Linked DNA regions of Mus musculus: all the other regions are linked to region 2. The links are chromatin contacts, called in public HiChIP or PLAC-seq and promoter capture Hi-C maps. All regions are on one chromosome and are shown on one strand. The core of a region is the stretch at or near the end of the contact, and the rest is flanking DNA. Distances in the headings are between cores, read along the strand shown. Region 1 holds the start of Frs3os (fibroblast growth factor receptor substrate 3, opposite strand). Region 2 holds the start of Mymx (myomixer, myoblast fusion factor). Region 3 holds the start of Usp49 (ubiquitin specific peptidase 49).

Region 1 (3,909 bases), core at 1,321-3,820, 2.1 Mb before region 2:
GTTCCCTCTGCCTTTGAGCTCTCAGCAGCGAGCCCCCAGCTTAGCAGAAGCAGAGCTTGTCCATCCCTGGAAACCTTTACATTTTAGGCCAGGGCTTCTACACTTGATCTTAGCCAAAAGGCCGAGAAGCGATAGGCCAGGGCTTCTTAGAAAAGAAAAAGAAATAACCGCAGACTTTACACCCCCCTGAATTTGCCATGAATCCTCCCCTCTCTGTGGGGTCACCTACCTACCCAGACCCTGCCAGGAAACACTGCACAGACGAGAGCACTCACTGAGCCAGAATTTAAAAATAATTATATTAATAATAAATATGTTAAGTTACATTTAAAACAATAAATAGAAAAATAAACTGATAAATAAAATCAACAGGTACAAAAATGTCTCAAAACTCCAACAAAAAAAGGGAAAGGAAAAAAAACCTGAAAGCACAAACACATGGACAGCAGACAGACAGACAAACGGACATTAGGGAAGGGTGCGAAATGCAACCTTGAGAACCCTTCACAGTTTCCACCATGGTTCCCTCCTCTCCGGCTCCCCCTCTCCTCTCCCCAGCTTGGGGAACTGGACACTCAGTGGCTGACATCTTTGGGGACTCCGGCGATGCAGGGAAGTGTCTTCTGCAGAGCAGCTGAGAGTCCTGGGCTGGTGGGTGAGGTGGAGTCCCCTGCTGTAGGCAGAGGCAGGCGGAGGCCCAGGTCTACAGAGGCAGGTCGGTGCTGTTGTGCCGAGTCTTCCTGACCGCGCCATCATCTCGGGGCAGAGCCCTCTGCAGGTCGGACATGGCCGCCGTTTTCTTGAGGTCAATCACGGCATACGAGTCTGAGCTGCGAACAGGGTGTGGGGTGGGCCCAGGAGCTCCAGACACTGAGGGGTTCTGGGGCCCCTTGGGACGGGCTGTACCCCAGCCCTTGAGCTCCACCTGGATGTAGTTGAGCTGCCTTGGGGGCTCAGGGCCCTGCCGGCGGAAATCAAAGTTGAAGACCCGCGGGGAGCCTCGTCGGCGGGTCAGTGGGACAGGGAAGCCGCTGTGGCTACGGGCGGAGGCCCGCGTGCTGGTGGGTTTCTGTAGCGGGGTTTCATCCTCCTCGCCATCAGGGAAGCCATTTGAGGACGGGGTAAGCCCGTCCCTGGAGTCCCCATCATCCCCAGCCTCCCCTCCCGGCTGTTGACCTTGGCTCTCCCACACTGGGGGAAGTGGGGGCAGGTTCTCATAGTGCAGCAGGGCCGCCCGACGGTGGGCCAGGCCACTCCACCCTCGCTCCTCAGGGCTCAGTCTCCAGCCAGCCCCTTGCTGCAGGCCCCCGCTGACGTTCTCGTAGGTGCATTTGGGCTGGGCTGGGCACTCAGAAGGGCCCTCGTTGTTGTTGTGATGGGGAGGGTCCTGCATGCCCGGGCAGAGGCTCTGGCACTTCATCACCTGCCGCCGAGCAGGGGTGGGGCCCAGCACGAACTTGACCTGCCCTGGCTGGAGCAACACCTGTGGGTCTCGCTGGTCGGAACCCTGTGTCTGTGCTGGGAGGGGTACCCTGCCCTCAGGCAGTGGCTGCAGGCAGTGGCGACTTCTGCCATCCTCATCCCCAGTTGGTGTGTTGACATAGGTGTGAGACTGCAGGCAGGGAGAGAGATGTTAAGTGAATCAAGTGGTTTCAAGGACTGGGAGGAGGGACAGGGCCAGAGAAGACAGGAAAAGAGCCAGAGTTTCTCCTGCCGCCTCCAACCCCCCCCCATAAGCGGCCCCTCCTGCTCCGGTAGAGGGGGGCCCTATCAAGTCTCTTCTGTTCTCCCAACCTTCCCTAGGTCCCGCCCACCTAGAGTGCCGCCCACCACCTGCACACCTGCTCCTCGGAGGCAATGAGGGTGTGGGTAGACTCTTCCCCAGGCGAGGGGTGTCGCAGACTGCTTGTGGAGGGTCGGCGAGGTGCGGAGGAGAACCGTGGGCCCTCTCCAGGGCAGCCAGGGAAGCCATTGGAGAAGCCAGAGACCGTGTAGCCTGGAGGTGGGTTCAGGGAAAGCAGTCAAGGAGAGGGGTATGGGAGAGCTGACAGTCATTTGCAGTCACGTGCACACATATTTGAGGTGCCCTGCAATCCTTCCAAAGGCAAGCAAGAGGCTCTCACGGCCCTATTATCACTCACTGCACTGACTGGGCAGCCCCCCACCCCCCTACACCTCTGCAATCAAATCCTGCCCTGCCCTCTGAAGCCACCCTGAGGCTGGCTCAACCTCCTACTTTCTCATAGACCTTATTAAACACTGATGGCACACCTGTCACCCCTGAACTGTCCTATGACCAGGCAGGCTTTGCCAGGGAGCACCAGGAAACCTCACCGACACAGGGGCCATTTTAGCCTTTCTGTCTCTCACAGGGAATACAATGAGCAGGGCTGTGTGGTCTGACTTAGCAGCCATCAAGAACAGATCATGGGAACCTCCACACCAATGTGAGCAGCGATGGCGCGCCAGCCAGCCAGGAGAAGTGTATTTTGTATGTGATCCAGGCCAGTACACGGAAGGAAGCAAAAAGCTCCAGACTGCTGTTTCTATGGCAACCCAACGTCTTCCTGTCTGCTTCCCAACCATCAGTTGACCCAAGGCGCAGGCCTCTGCAGCTCCAGCTTGAGTCACCCAACTGGCCCTGCCCAGGACTGATCCATCCTCAGGAATGGTTCTGACGACAGAAGACTGTCCAGGAAGGCTGGCTCACCCCAGCTCTCCCGTACCTGCTCCTTAGCTCGTGTGTGTATATGACAGGGTGACTGGGGTGGGGTCTCTCACCAGCGGGCTGTGGGGGCCCTCGAGGCAGGTCCAGCTCTGGTGGGTGGCTGCTCCGCGTGATGATGACCGGCTCCTCCGTCACGTTGATGCTGTTACACTGCATGAGGTCCTGCAGCAGGTTGAAGATGTCCTCTGCCCTCGAACACTTGAATGCAAAGATGCCTGGGGAAGGTGAGGAAGCAGTGAGGGCCTCCAAGACCCGGTTTTCCTAAGGATAGGTGCCTTCTGGGGTGGGGAGAAAACCATGGGTAGGTGCCCCATCTTCCTGTACCCATCACTCTGCCTCCCAGCTGCCCCCACCCCCAACCCTTCATCCAGGTATAGCCATCTCTACTATCTCTGAAGACAATTGGGTCTGACCTACTTCCAGCTCATTCACAGACTATTCAGACCAGAGGCAAAGGCCCACTGTTTCCACACAGGTTCCTCTCAGCTTGGGAGAGGCAGAGCAAGGCAGTCCAGTACTCCTTCCTGCAGCAGGTCTCTAAGCACTTCCAAGTGTCTGTCCACAAAGTGGCAACACTTGACTGAGCACCTGCAACTCAATGGCTCTGAAGATGCCAGCCTGGGGATCTGTAACACAGGCCTATGGGACTCGGGGGCAGCTGAGGGGGATGTGTGAGGTCATGCACACATCCACAGCAAAGATAGATGTTACCAGGTACGGTACCACATACCCACAGTTAATCATTAAGTTCAAGGCTGGCCTGAGCTACCCATGAAATCCCTGTCTCAAAAAGCCAGGGTATGTATATATGTATGTATGCATGCATGCATGCATGCATGTATGTGGGTTCCTAGCATGTACACAGTCCTGAGTTTAGTCCCCAGCACCACACCCACAGGATGATAGATACAATTAAACTGGGATATGGACAATGAACATTATATTACTCTTATATACTGCTACCCATTAGCTCCAGTACAGGGTAACTGAAGTTTGTATAAACAGGACGAGAAAGACGGCACGATATGTGAAAGCTGGACAAGACCAGAAGGACAGAAGTGGTGATACGTGGCTGTAATCCCACACTTGGGAGGTGAGACGAGAATCCCCGTGAGTTTGGAGACCAGTCAGGAACACATATAACAAGACCATCTCACAGGGGTGGGGAGGGAAGAGGAAGA
Region 2 (3,902 bases), core at 816-3,315:
ATACTAACATAGGTTTGGTTTTTTTCTCTCTGCAAATTGTATGTGTGTGTGTCTGGGAGTGCAGAGCTGGTGCAGGCCAGAAAGATGTTGGATGCCCGGAAGATGGAGGTACAGTGGTTGTGAGATGCCTGACATGGGCACTAGGAACCGTAGTCAGGAACTTCTGGATGTGAGGTTTCACTGCGGAGCCGTCCCACCGTCCCCGCAAATTCCAATTTGAAAGAAAAGCCATGTAGATTTACTGATGAGCAGACACAGCACCAGGAAGCAAGGAATCTAGGAAAATACCCAAATCACAAGAAATATGCGAATTCCAGTTACAGAAGACTGGAAAACCCAGGGAAGGGTCAGCTCTGGGGTGCGGCCTGGCCGTTTATCCAGCATGAAGGTATCCTGATTCTCTACCTCAGGTCCCTCGTCTTTTAAATAGCTGTCCTGTCGCTTCCCTGCAAGGTGAAGGTGAGAAATTGAGCAAGACCAAGAACTCAAGACTCACCTGTTTTTGCTAGGCATCCACACAGCGGGGCAGGCAGGCCCATGGGGTGTGGGGAAGGGGAGTGGGGGAGTGGGTAGGTTAGGTGGGACAAGCTTGTGGCTACTGAACCACATCAAAACAAACGAGAGAGAAGCGTGCTCCCTGTAGTTCTACATTCTTGCCTCTCCATGTTTCCATTTTTAATCTTTAATCTTTTCTTCCGTCAGGGTCTTTGATACTGATGGGGACAGCTAATGACAGATAAGAAGGAACCATATTCCCACAGCTTTGAAGTTTGCAAAAAACACTTCATGCATACTCTATCAGTTCTCTAGAAGAACAGAACGGATGAAATGAGTAGATCAAAATTAAATAATTTAATTAAACCTACTAAGGGCTAAAGGGAAGGCCAATCCAGCAGAGATCTGAGCATCTGCCTTGGCCACACCCTTTTGATCTGGAGAGTCTCCTGCATCAATTAAGGCAATCAGGGCAGTTCTGCGGGAGAGGCTCCCTATGTAGATGATTTTAATTTGTGGCAAGTTGACATTGAAACCAACCATAATAGCCACCATCTGCATTGGACCCAGCCTGGAATTACAGCTGCTTTCTGACTGAGGCAGGGGTGGGGATGTGGGGGTGTGGGCGATGGGGTGATGAAAATCTTAAAACAAAACATACTGTGTGGCAGAGGCAGGAAGATGTCTGTGAGTTCCAGGTCAGCCAGAGCTACACAGATAAACCCCGTACAATAAAAGAAAAATAAACAAACAAACAAAACCCCCAAAAACCAAATAAAAAACTTAGGCCATACACCCAACCAGATATAGCTGGATATATATACAAATATATGTGTATGTATGTATACACACATATGTACATGTGTATGTATATATACTTAAAATACATACATAAAAACATATGTGTATATGTATATATATATATGTATATATATCCTTTAGAGTGAGGCAGGGAAATGACTGGAGAAGGTCTAGAACTGTATGCTCTTCTGTCCTTGAGTAGGCCTTGATGTATATCCAGCCCTATGTAACTGTGCTCAGTTAAAACAGAAACTGTGCCTCCCATCCTGTACCCTAAAAGGGCCCATCAGAGACTCCGCAGGTCACGGTTGGCTTGGCCACTGGGGTGGTATAGGTAAGCTGAACACAGCTTAGCTTCATCTGAGGTGTCACACACACACACACACACACACACACACACACACACACACACGCTGTCCTCTTCTCTGATTCCTCCATTTCCAAAGGTAACACCTGAGGTGACTGGATCCCAGAAGAGTCCACACGCTTCAGGTCACAGGGCTAGAAAGTACAGCTCAACGCTGAAGTCTGCCGCCATTCCACCCCACCCCATGGGGAATTCCTGCACATGGCCCCTCTTGTCTTCTCCTCCTAAGATGGCAAGAGGGAGCAGCTGGACCGAATATACCAGGTGCCAGAACACAGCTGTTCCCTCCTTGTCCGCCCCGCTCCACACCCAAGCTGAGCAGAGCTGGGTGGAGGCTGAGGGGGGTGGGGCTCCCTTGTGATGTCCAGTGATGCTGAATCCACCGCAGGCAAAAGCATCCTGAAATTGATTCTGAGCAGTTCTGACTGGTGAGAGCTGCCACTGGCCGGTTAGAACTGGTGAGCAGGAGGGCAAGAAGTTCAGGCTTCAGGTCAGAGTATGCAAAGGGAGGGAGGGATTAAAGGAAGTGGGTTCTGGAAAAGGCCCTAGCCTCAGTCCCCACCACCTTCCAGCCCTGGGCTCCCTTCCCATCTGTGATAACAGTGAGTGAACTCCTTAACCAGCTTTCATGCCAGAAGAAAGCTGCACTGTAAAACTAATCCAGTTGAAAACTGGGGAGTACAGAGGTATAAGCTGAAGGGAGGACTCCACACCCCCGCACCCTGCTTTGCCAGGTGAGGTGCGTGCCTGAGGTACAGTCTAAAACCCGGGTTCCCTTTGCAGGTGCAGGTCCTGCCATGCCCGTTCCATTGCTCCCGATGGTGCTTCGATCGCTGCTGTCCCGCCTGCTGCTGCCTGTTGCCCGCCTGGCCCGGCAGCACCTCCTGCCCTTGCTGCGCCGGCTGGCCCGCCGACTGAGCTCCCAAGACATGAGAGAGGCTCTGCTGAGCTGTCTGCTCTTTGTCCTCAGCCAGCAACAGCCACCGGATTCTGGAGAGGCCTCCAGAGTGGACCACTCCCAGAGGAAGGAGAGATTGGGCCCCCAGAAGTGAGGCCACGGGTCCTGGAAACAGCAACGCCCATCAAAGTACTTTTGGAGCCGGTTAGTCCAGGCGTCGGTCCGCACGCACGGGCATGGACGGCAGACTGCCCAGTGGGCGAAGACAGTCCGGGCTGAGTGCAAGAGGGCTCTGACCTGAACAGTTCCCACTCCCCTAGCTCCTAGCAGGCTACAGATTGTGTTGATTGACCCTTCCTCTCTGCAGCTCCCTCTGCCTTATCTCTGGCCTCCAGGGTGGACCTGCAAATGCGGGTATCAAGGTCAGTTAAGAGATGATGTTTCACTTAGACTCAAGACAATTTAGCTAAGAGGTGGTATTTAAATCCAAACTGTCCCGTCTACCTTAAAATTATAAGCCCTTGCTTCCCGTTAAAGAATGAGTACTTTCAAAGCTTGGTACGCAGCAGGTAGTCAATAAACGAGGACAGTGTGTTGTTATTGGTGGTGGTGGCTTTTGTTTTTGAGACTGTTTTATGTATGCCAGTCTGGCCTTAGACTCCTGAAATGATCTTGAACTAATTTCTGTCCTCTATGACTTTACTTCCAAGGCACTGGCATTACAGGCACACACCACATCCAAGCCTAGTTTGGGTGGTATTAGGGATTGAACCCAGAACTGTATGCACGCAAGGCAAGCGCTCTCTCTACCGGTTGAGCTAATTCCAGGCTCTGTGTTGGATGACTGAGGTGTCTCAGAAAATCTCACCACCCCTACTCTCGCCTACCTCTGGGTTGGTATCTGTGGGAAGCTGGAGAAGGGGCAGAGGTGAAGGCACTGACTGGTAAGACTTCCTTTGGATAACTTGTTCCATCTGTCTGTCCCTCGGTCCTCACAAGCTACAAGTTTGGAATTGTGTAACTTCATTTAGAATGTCCTCCTGCGGCCCGCCCAGCAATGGCTTAGATCTCTGTTGCAGGAAGGCTAGCTGGCTGACAGAGCAGGGAAATTGATCCCGGGTGTGCTTTGGAGACATCTCAGCTCGATAGTGGGATAAAGAAAACTCGTCAGCAGGCAGTGGGCCGGGAAGTGGGGACATGCGTGACCTTTAGGGACATCTTACTACCCTTGAAGAAATAAAATCACCTCAAAACTTCACTTCTAGGGGCTGGAGAGATGACCCTGTCAGTTAAGAGCACTAGCTGTTCTTCGAGAGGACTTGAGTTCAATTTCCAGCATTC
Region 3 (4,383 bases), core at 1,158-3,657, 2.0 Mb before region 2:
ATCTGCCTAGCAGAAGCCAGAAAGTAAACCATGAACTATAAGCTTGCCCTTAGCACAACTAACAATCCAGAGTTCAGATTCTAAGTTACACACACACACGTTTCTGATATTCAACCTTGCTAATGCCAGAAACCTAAGTTTTGCTACATATGCAAATATCCACCAAACAAGAGCAATCTAAAGATCACACAACCCTGGAAAAGGAGGCTAGGCTTTTCTTTTTAGAGATGACGCTAATCCCAGAGGTGAGTATTTGCGGCTCCTATGTTTGTTTGTTTGTTTGTTTGTTTCAGACATAGTCTCGTGTGACCCAGGTTGGCCTCAGACTCACTCATGTGGGCAAGGCTGACCTTTCTACCTTGGGAGTGCTAGGATAACAGGCATGCACCACCATGCAGTGCTTGGGAACCAAACCCAGGCCTTCATGAATGTTAGGCAAGCCCTCTACCACCTGAGCTCCACCCCCAGCCCCTAGACTAGGGGCTGTTGAGGTGGTCTTGCCTGCAGTGCTGAGGACCAACCTTGCACACCCTAGACAAAAGCTCCACCGCCAGCAACACTTGCAACCTCTTCAGGACATCAAGGGGAAACAGTAGCACTGTTTATCTGAATGTAGTTGTAGTTGTTCTCAAGGAAATAACCTTGAGAACAAGACTGGAGAGATGGCTCAGTTGGTAAGAGCCCTTGGCTGCTCTTCTCAGAAGACACACACTACATTCCTAGCACCCCCACACAGCTCACAAACGTCTGTCACTCTAGTTCCTGGGGAATCTGACTCCAGCTTCTGCAGTGCCCCTCTGCAGACACCAGGCATGCCTGTGGTATACAGACATACATGCAGGCAAAGCACCCATACACATAAAATTTAAAAACAATTCAAGAATAGTTTGTACCCCTGTCCCCCCAAAAGAAATTATACTTTACTTTTCACATTATTAAATATGAAGAAAATACTCATTAATTGTCTTAATTAAATATAATCACTTCAGAATGAAAAATCACTAAAGCACACTACCAATAAAGAATAAGTTTAAATTTGTCCCCAAATTCTCATCTTCCCTTTAATTTCCAAAATGGTCTTATAGTGCCAGAGAGATGGCTTATTGGGTAAAAGAGCTTGCTGCCAAGCCTGACTATCTGAGTTCAATCCTCGGTACATAAATGATGCGAAGAAAGAGCCAACTTCCACAAGTTGTCCTCTGACTTCCATAACTGCTCCACATACATACAAATAAATGTAATTATTTTCATTAAAAATGTGCCTTACAAATCAAAGGGTTCTAAAGAATATTAATATGCCCTTCCTATTCACAATCATACAATACAACAGGCAGAGGGACTGCAATCTTATCTTACAGAAGTTTTTTCATAAAAGGTACTCATAAAGCCATTATGCAATCTAAAAGATGAGTTCACAGCTCTAAAACTCTCCTCAGCTCTGCAGTCAACCTTTCTCCATCACTGTCTGAAGATCTGGGGAGAAATTACCCCATGAAAAATGTTCCACACAAAGCTGCAAGCAGCATACGAACTCAACGCCCTTAGAGCAGTGACTTCAGACTCCTGCTCAGTAAACTTCCCTGGTTAGTTATTTCTCTTTCTCTCTCTCTCTCTCTCTCTCTCTCTCTCTCTCTCTCTCTCTCTCTCTCTCCATATTCTTCAGTTGCTGAAAACAATTAGGCAGAAATCTGTCTGATTAATAAAAACCAAATGAACCATGTCTTTCTCTCCCCAACGGTGTACTCTTCAATGAGATGCCCTGGCCCTGGCCAGCGTCGTTAGCTCTAAAACAGCTCCTCCACCCACCCCAACTACCACATCCCACAGGCACATTGTAAATAAACACAATTCATTTACCCTTTAGCACAACATTAGTGAAACCAAGAGGTTTTCAGCACCCAAGGCTGCCAATTTTTCTATCCCACAAGAACAAAATCAAGTAAAAATGGGTCTCATCTTTTCAAAGTGGACATGAAAGTGGATTTTCAGGCGAAAGATGGAAACTGGATCCAAGACTCCTTGAAGAGAGAAAAAGGTTTCTGGAATTTCCTACTATTAGGGACAAAAGGACTCACAAATTCAATACACATTTCTCTTAACAAAGAACTCCTATGCTGCACCCCCATCTGGTCCCCCACTTCTCAGTCTTTTCCCCCTGTTTCTAGGTCCCCTTTCACTCACCATGGTTCCTTATCTTCTGCACCAAAGGCTCTCTACTTCAGATCCTTCACTACAGCGTTTGTGCCCTGCCCCTTCCAGACCTTCTGGGGCACTTCAGGGCAAAACATTCGTTTCCCACTCCTGTGCAGCCCACCCCAGTTCTATACCCACCAGGACTTCCCTAGCTTGCCTTAATCTCCTTTCTCTTTCCCCACTCCCCATTCCATCCTTTAATTCCCAGGGCCCATCTCCTCGGGTTGCCTTTCGGCCAATCTTTTGACTCCACTATCTTTACCTTGCTGAACCTCCTCGACAAGCAATTCTCCAGTTTCCCAGCTCACCATCATTCCTTCCACCCCGCTTCTAGCGTCCTTTCAGCGTTGTTTCTTTTTCTCCCAGAACTGTCCTATTAACGCCCAGCTCTCAGCTCGCTTCCCGTTAGCCCTTCCACTAACGTCCGATTCTTGATTCCACCTGGTTGTGATCCAGGTCTCCTGTCTCCCTCACTTTACAGAATTTACACCCCTCACCAGCTACTGACCCACACCTTGTCGATCCCACCCCAGCGGCTCCCAGCCCTTCAGCTCATCCCCAGCTCTGCACTAGTTCACACCCTTGTCACGTCTGGCTCTTAATCACTCTCCTCCACTCCCAACTACTACCCCGGCTCTGCTCCTTCCTTGTCTTCCACTTGCAACTCTTCTGGCCCTGGCCCAACACCTCCCACCTGCCAAGCCTTGCCTCTTCCAGACCCCTGCTCCTAGCCCTGACCCCGGATCCCTCTTCCCAGCCCCGGGCTTCCTAACCTCATCCCGGGGCCAGCCTGGGTTTCTTTCTCACTCCACTCTCCGGCTTCTAACCCTTTCTCTCCTAATCCTCTTCATCTCCTACTCAGCAAACCCTTCCGTCCCCGCCCCAGCCTGCCTTCCCCTCTCTCCCTTCAAACCTTTCACCTCACAACCCAGACGTCGCCCACCCCGCCAAAACGCAGCGTCCGCGCGCCGGGACTCGCGCCTTCGCTGTCGCCGCCCGCCGTCCCCGCCCCGGGCGCCCGGGGCCCGCCGGCGTCGCGGTCCCGCCCCCTGCCGCCGCTCCTCCCGCCCGCTAGGCGCACGCCGCCTTTGTCGCCCCTCACCGGGTGTGTGAGGGGATTTTTTTTTTTTTCCCTTTCCTTTAAAAGGGGAGGGCCGGCATGCCCGGGCCGCGTGTCCCCGCCTCCGAATATCTGCGCGAACTCCCAGCCACTGCGGCCCCTCACGCCCCCCGGGCCGCCCCCTCGGCCGCTCCGCCGGCCCTCCGCCCCCTTCCCAGCTCCCTCCCCTCTCTATTTACCGCCATCATCAGCACGCGCGAGCTGTCACCCGGGCGCAAGACGAGCAGGCGGACCACGCCCCTTATCGCCCATTGGCCCGCCTGTCAGAGCCCCGCCCCCAGGTCCCGCAATGCGCCAACGGCGCACCTTCCCGGCCGCGACCTGGGGCCCCGCGCCCTTTACGCAGGTTTGTGCCGTGGGCACCAAGTTTCGGGTCAGCGGCTGTGGCGGGCCGGTGTGAGAGGCTAAGACGCGGCGCGGCGCGGCGCGAGTCACCGGCAAAGTTTGGTTGAGGTACGGAAGAAGGTTTCTAGACAAAGAGGCTCTTAAAGGTACAGAGTCTACTGTCTGGCCCTCCTCCTTAAAGGGCCAGGCACTTTTCCGAGCGCCCCACCCCCACCCCTACGATCTGTAAAGGTAAAGGAATTTTGCATACCCTGCGGCTTACCTTCTGCACGTCTCGCTGCTCCAAAGAGGCCTTTCCCACTTCCGGGTATTTTTTTTTTTTTTTTGCGTTTTCTTTACGGTGTAGCAGCAGCCAGAGAACACACACATACACACAGTTACTCTTGGCGCCCTGACACACACACACACACACGTACGTGTGGACTTTTACCACGGATGACTCAGGCGGCATTCAGCTGTCTTATGAAATCCTCTTCGACGGGACGGAAAAAGGTTCATCGCTCCCCAAATGGGGACTGGGAAATAAATCAGACCTAGATGGCAGTAGCCCCAGGGACTTCCGAGAGGGATAAGGTCCATTTTGAAACAGAAAGACTCCCTTTGCAAGGTAGGCAAGCTTCCTGGGTACACTGGCCTGCCAGACCTTGCGGGGAAGGGTCCCTCCAAATAAGATATGTTACAACACCCAAGACAGCCTTAGGCGGCTGAAAACACTTTTGTTTTAA

What was found. Promoter capture Hi-C pulls out the DNA fragments that hold promoters and counts their contacts. HiChIP or PLAC-seq counts read pairs in DNA pulled down with a chosen protein or histone mark.
Region 1: a contact with region 2 is called in an H3K4me3 HiChIP or PLAC-seq map of embryonic forebrain, with 3 times the contacts expected there. The contact joins the promoter of Frs3os here to the promoter of Mymx in region 2. A contact is called at or near these places in 2 of 39 promoter capture datasets (embryonic stem cells and liver) and 1 of 115 datasets of contacts at active chromatin or transcription factors (embryonic forebrain).
Region 3: a contact with region 2 is called in a promoter capture Hi-C map of embryonic stem cells, with 3 times the contacts expected there. The contact joins the promoter of Usp49 here to the promoter of Mymx in region 2. A contact is called at or near these places in 2 of 39 promoter capture datasets (embryonic stem cells and liver).

The regions. Positions count from the first base shown.
Region 1 is chr17:47,700,657-47,704,565 of GRCm38.p6, reverse strand. It overlaps Frs3os (fibroblast growth factor receptor substrate 3, opposite strand), which reads left to right and starts at 2,570. Exons shown (of 3, transcript NR_045913.1): 1 at 2,570-2,952; 2 at 3,734-3,821. Frs3 (fibroblast growth factor receptor substrate 3) reads right to left here. Exons shown (of 7, transcript NM_144939.2): 5 at 2,782-2,943; 6 at 1,842-1,996; 7 at 280-1,612. The coding sequence ends at 704.
Region 2 is chr17:45,600,230-45,604,131 of GRCm38.p6, reverse strand. It overlaps Mymx (myomixer, myoblast fusion factor), which reads left to right and starts at 2,065. Exons shown (of 2, transcript NM_001177468.1): 1 at 2,065-2,153; 2 at 2,447-3,165. The coding sequence starts at 2,461. The coding sequence ends at 2,715.
Region 3 is chr17:47,628,714-47,633,096 of GRCm38.p6, reverse strand. It overlaps Usp49 (ubiquitin specific peptidase 49), which reads right to left and starts at 2,407. Exons shown (of 7, transcript NM_198421.2): 1 at 2,182-2,407. The region is part of intron 3 of Gm20517 (predicted gene 20517); the gene reads right to left.